Regions from separate parts of the Mus musculus genome. Here region 1 is linked to region 2. Evidence: chromatin contacts called from public HiChIP or PLAC-seq data. All regions are on one chromosome and are shown on one strand. Each heading gives the region's core, a stretch centred on a gene start, on an enhancer-like site or on the middle of the called end of the contact. The rest is flanking DNA. Distances are from core to core; before and after follow the strand shown. Region 1 holds the start of Ttc30a2 (tetratricopeptide repeat domain 30A2). Region 2 has its middle 14 kb from the start of E030042O20Rik.

Evidence for each region. HiChIP or PLAC-seq counts read pairs in DNA pulled down with a chosen protein or histone mark.
Region 1: an H3K27ac HiChIP or PLAC-seq map of microglia shows a contact between it and region 2, with 5 times the contacts expected there. The contact joins the promoter of Ttc30a2 here to the enhancer-like site in region 2. A contact is called at or near these places in 3 of 484 Hi-C or Micro-C datasets (the Ba/F3 cell line, CD4 T cells and embryonic fibroblasts) and 4 of 115 datasets of contacts at active chromatin or transcription factors (embryonic stem cells, large pre-B cells, memory CD8 T cells and 1 more).

The regions. Positions count from the first base shown.
Region 1 is chr2:75,976,745-75,979,476 of GRCm38.p6, reverse strand. It overlaps Ttc30a2 (tetratricopeptide repeat domain 30A2), which reads left to right and starts at 1,298. Exons shown (of 1, transcript NM_001081228.1): 1 at 1,298-2,732. The coding sequence starts at 1,311. It overlaps Ttc30a1 (tetratricopeptide repeat domain 30A1), which reads left to right. Exons shown (of 1, transcript NM_030188.3): 1 at 1-371.
Region 2 is chr2:75,719,098-75,721,939 of GRCm38.p6, reverse strand. No RefSeq gene overlaps it. Among named protein-coding and RNA genes, the nearest start is that of E030042O20Rik, 14 kb to the right of the region's middle. Within about 2 kb of position 1,464, at least 44 of the 459 cell types and tissues checked have an H3K27ac peak or open chromatin away from gene starts, as enhancers often do. A contact at or near this core is called in memory CD8 T cells and microglia, where this site is marked.

The DNA of each region.
Region 1 (2,732 bases), core at 49-2,548, 260 kb before region 2:
CTGTGCTTTGTTGTTTGTGAACAACATCATTTTACCCATGGAGGACACGTATCTGCCATGGGCCTTAGCTACATGACATTTGGGCTTTAGAAGTAGTTTCAGGAATTACATGCTCTGCTTTAGTTTATCCTTATGATCATTCTCTTTGTTGTGTAGAAGTTTTGTACAATTGTAGATTTTAAAGATTTTCATTGTTTTGGGGTTTTGTTTTATTTTTTAAAGGAAGAAGTAACATTTAACAACAGTTTTCATGTTGTTAGTGGCTCTTTCCTAGAATGTTCAAAATTCACTGTGAAATTGTTTCTAAAAAAAAAATAGTACTGTTCTTTGAAGCTAATAAACAACTGATAAATATCTGATTTTTTACTGTTCATAATTGACCTTTTGTAGTGTTTGATAATATAAATAATTTTAAAATCAATGTTTAATTCCTATCAGATGTAGGTATTAGACGACATTAATCCTAGAGTTTCATCTCTTAGTATCTTCAGAAAGGGAAGTACATTTTATTCTATTTGACATTATCAAAGTCCCTTCTGGCATTAATGGAATATAAATATTGATACGTGAAGTTATACTTACATTATTTAAAGTTACATAAAGAGCATCTGAATTTTTTTTCCTTCATTTTACCATTTTTGTGGCCACAGCCATCCCAGTTACCTCTCACAGGTAGCCCATGGAGAGTGCTCCTTGCTGGGCTAGAACCCTCCAGTTCCCAAAGGCATAAAGTAAACCCTATTTTTCCATGATGTTCTTTTGTTTTTAATAATTATCAGTCTATCTTTCAAAACATCAAAAAAATTAGGCTTTGAAAGTTTGAAACGCACAAAACCACCAAATTCTTGCAATGCAACAACAGCTTTCAATTATGCTGTTCCTATAATAAAATGCCTTTTTTCTTCCAGAAACGGGGAATGGTTAATATTTTTACAGGGGTTGTGTAGATATATGAAGCATCTATATTCATACACATACAGTCATCCCTTTAGGTAGAGAAATAGTAGCAGGTGTGTCAGAGATTTGACTGTAAAGTGTTTTTACATTATTATTTGACCTGTTGCTGTTCACTCAAAATATGAGGATTTCATGTTTAAGAAAAACACAGAAGAATATATACATATATTCTTCTACTTTATGTTCAGGAACTTAGTGAACTTCCCTTCCAAATCACACTTCCCTTCCAAGAATGGCTAGATACTTCTCTTAGAAACCAACTTCCTGGATACGTTAAAAAAAAAAAAAATCTCCAGACTTCCGTTTCCGTTGGCTTGTTGCCATGGGAACAAGCACACTCAATCTTGACAGTTATGGCAGGGCTGAGCAACTCCCAGATCCCCGACGGTGAGTTCACAGCAGTGGTGTACAGGCTCATCCGCGACTCCCGCTACTCAGAGGCGGTGCAACTGCTGAGCGCAGAGCTGCAGAGGAGCTCCCGCAGCCGCGCAGGGCTGTCGCTGCTGGCCTACTGCTACTACCGCCTGCAGGAGTTCGAGCTCGCTGCAGAGTGCTATGAGCAGCTGAGCCAGATGCACCCGGAACTCGAGCAGTACCGCCTGTACCAGGCCCAGGCGCTGTACAAGGCCTGCCTGTATCCAGAGGCCACCAGGGTCGCCTTCCTCCTGGACAACCCCACCTTCTATAGCCGAGTCCTTCGTTTACAAGCTGCTATCAAGTACAGTGAAGGTGACCTCCCAGGAGCCAGGAGCCTGGTGGAGCAGCTGCTGAGTGGGGAAGCTGGAGAAGACAGTGGAGGGGAGAATGACCCAGATGGTTTGGTCAACATGGGTTGTCTGCTCTACAAGGAGGGACACTATGAAGCTGCCTGCTCCAAATTCTTTGCGGCTTTGCAGGCTTCTGGCTACCAGCCCGATGTATCTTACAACCTAGCTTTAGCTTGTTACAGCAACAGGCACTATGCCCCAGCACTGAAGCATATTGCCAATATCATTGAGCGTGGCATCCGTCAACACCCAGAACTCGGTGTGGGCATGACCACGGAGGGCATTGATGTTCGCAGTGTTGGCAACACTGTAGTCCTTCACCAGACTGCTCTGGTCGAAGCCTTCAACCTCAAGGCAGCCATAGAGTACCAGCTGAGAAACTACGAGGCAGCCCAGGAAGCCCTCACTGACATGCCACCCAGAGCAGAGGAAGAGCTGGACCCCGTAACCCTCCACAACCAGGCTCTGATGAACATGGATGCCAAGCCCACAGAGGGCTTTGAAAAGCTCCAGTTTCTGCTCCAGCAGAACCCCTTTCCCCCAGAGACCTTTGGCAACCTGCTGCTGCTCTACTGTAAATATGAGTATTTTGACCTGGCAGCTGATGTCCTGGCAGAAAATGCCCACTTGACTTACAAGTTCCTCACACCCTATCTCTATGACTTCTTGGATGCCATGATCACTTGCCAGACAGCTCCTGAAGAGGCTTTCATTAAACTTGATGGGTTGGCTGGCATGCTGACTGAGCAGCTCAGGAGACTCACTAAGCAAGTTCAAGAAGCAAGGCATAACAGAGATGATGAAGTTGTCATAAAGGCTGTGAATGAATATGATGAAACTCTTGAGAAATATATTCCTGTACTGATGGCCCAGGCAAAAATCTACTGGAATCTTGAGAATTACCCAATGGTAGAGAAGATCTTCCGCAAATCTGTGGAATTCTGTAATGACCATGATGTGTGGAAGCTGAATGTGGCCCATGTCCTCTTCATGCAGGAGAACAAGTAC
Region 2 (2,842 bases), core at 215-2,714:
AGCAATATAGCTGAATCCCAATGATGCTAAGTAAAAGGACTCCATAAGAGAGTCCATATTATATGATTCTATTTGTGGTATTGTAGAATATCAAATTAAACCATAGTTACCTAAGGTAGACCAGTAGACACCTGGGAAGGAAGAAAGGCAGGAAGAAGTAGGATTAAAATTGAGCCCAGAGCAAGTGTTTTACCTTGGATGTAGTTCAGTGGCATAGTACTTGTGAGACAGCTAGAAGGCCCCGAGTTAGACCCCCAGCAGCACAGGAGGAGCACAGCTCTGGAATGAGAAGTTGCTTATTACCTTCATTAGTGTGTGTAGGGATGTACATGCGCTTACCAAATTATGTACGTCCATCTGTGCCATGTATTGTATGTCAGATAGATCTCAATCTAAAAACGAGAAAACAAAACGTGCCTTGCATAGGTAAGGTTCCGAGTTTAATTCCTATAACCTAAAAAGAAAGGAATGAAGGAAAGAAATTATGTCATTTTTGCATAAAATAAAAAGGAAACTCTGGCCCTCTAGCCTAAGAGTGGATCTTCATTACTTCTTGAGTATGGGCGATTGTGATATTTTATTTCTGGGCTGTTGGGATTTAAAGGTAAAATCTGTATTTAACTCAAGTCCCTCACCTCCCACCCAGCCCCCACCAGCAGGCTACTGCTCACTAAGTATTCAAGTGTTGTTGGTTTTGGGTTTTGTTTTTGTTCTTGTTTTTGTTTTTGTTTTAAATGGGTAATCAACTATCTGGACACTTTTTGCCCAAACATTTTTTTAAAATATCTATTTATTTATTTGTTTGTTTGTTTGTTTGTTTATTTATTTAATGTATGTAAGTACACTGTTGCTGTCTTCAGACACACCAGAGAAGGACATCCTATTTCATTATGGATGGTTGTGAACCACCATGGGGTTGCTAGGAATTGAACTCATGACCACTGGAAGAGCAGTCAGTGCTCTTAACCATTGAGCCATCACCTCTCCAGTCCCTTGCCCAAACATTTTTAAATGTTTTTAGAACATCAAAATGGTTCTAGATAACTTTCCAAATTAATTTTGCAATTTTGGAAACACCCGTGGTTCACAGTATGACGTTACACTTAAGAATTGTAGTTGGACATGTTGTCCGGTTCTTGTAATCCCGGCACTTGGGAGACCGAGACAGGAAGGTCTTTGTAATTAGATGCTGGCCAGAGCTTCAGAGTCAGACTATGTCTTAGAGACAAAAAAACAAAAAAACCAAAACCAAAACCAAAACCAAAAAAAAAGCCAAAAATAGACAAAATCGAAAGGCAGTGTTCAGCTGCTAGAGCACAGAGAAAAAGTATTCTCTATAGGCCTCAGTTTCTCAGTTAAAAAAAAAGAAAAAAGATGTGTCTTTTGTGGTGTGTGTGTGCCTGCCTTCTGTCTGTCTGTGTCTGTGTGTCTGTATGCACGGAGATCAAAAGAGGACAACTTCCAGGAGTCGATTCTTTCCTTCCCACGCGTGGGTCCTGGTGACTGAGCTCAGCTTGTCAAGGTTATCAGCAAACACTTTTCCCCACTGAGTCATCTCACTCGGCCTTCCTAGGTTGTTAAGGGGATAATAATCTACCTATGTCTTTCTTTTTTTCTTTTTCAAAGACTCAAAATAAACCATGATCAGATACAAAGCACATGATCCCTAGTGACCACTAAATATTGGCTTTAGTTTTTAGGTTGCTATTACTATTCATAGGTCTACAGTTCCACTGTGTTTTTGTTTTGTTTTGTTGTTTTTTGCAAGACAGGGTTTCTCTGCATAGCCCTAGCTGTCCTGGAACTCTCTCTGTAGACCAGGCTGGCCTCAAACTCAGAGATCCTCCTTCTACAATGTATGCTAGAAGAGAGAAACCTCCTGTCCTCATATCCAGTTGCAAGTGAATTGTTATATCTCAGACATAAACTTTTTAGTTTATGAACTCCACAGACAGACATATCCCATCTTTCATTAGGATAGAGGAAATGTGATGGATAGTGTGATCTAGACCTTCCCCAGAGGAAGGAACCATTCCAGGCTGATAGTAAAGGTCACCTAACGGCTAAGCTCTCTAGAAGCATGCAACTAGAGGAATTTAATTTATTAGAACAATTGCAATGGGCACAGCAGCTTATGGTCTCATCAGCATATGCTATACTTTGTCCTTAGACCTTTCCACGGAGAAGAAAATAAAGATCTACAATCGACTGTCTCTCTGGCCTCCACTTCAGAGTTCCTTCATGTGGAAATCCTCTTCTTGTATCTGTTTGCATGCTTTCTCTAGTGAAAAACACTTTGTTGTTCTGCCCTTGGGGAATTAATTAAACAGAATGTGGAAAAGTGGAATCTTCAGGGAACCCTGCTATGAGTGAGCTCAGTAAATACAGCATGAGTCAAGAGACTCCAGAGCCCTGACCTCCGGTGGACTAAGCCTGGGCTTTGGAACCAACCATTTTCAGGATCAGTTTTTCTTGAACTTTCAGCCAGTTACTTAAAAAAAATAAACTGCCATAGTCTAATTTATATTAGAACCAATTACATCTCCTAGATTTGTAGAGAATATTTATAAAAATAAATGCAATAACTCACCCTCACTAGGTTATATTAATCCCCCTCAGAATCCAAAATTTTATATGTAAGTAATATTTAATCTGATCATTTACGTATGGTTCAGTATGGCTCAGTTAAGTATGACCTTCAAAGGGGAACTCAGCTTGTTTGCATGGGATAAACAGAAGACCAAGAGTTGAGAAATGTCATTCTTTTTCTGATTTCTGTCCATAGCAGGTGGTGATCAGTAACCAGTTGACCCCTCAGTCTCCTCAAATAGAAAAGTAAATG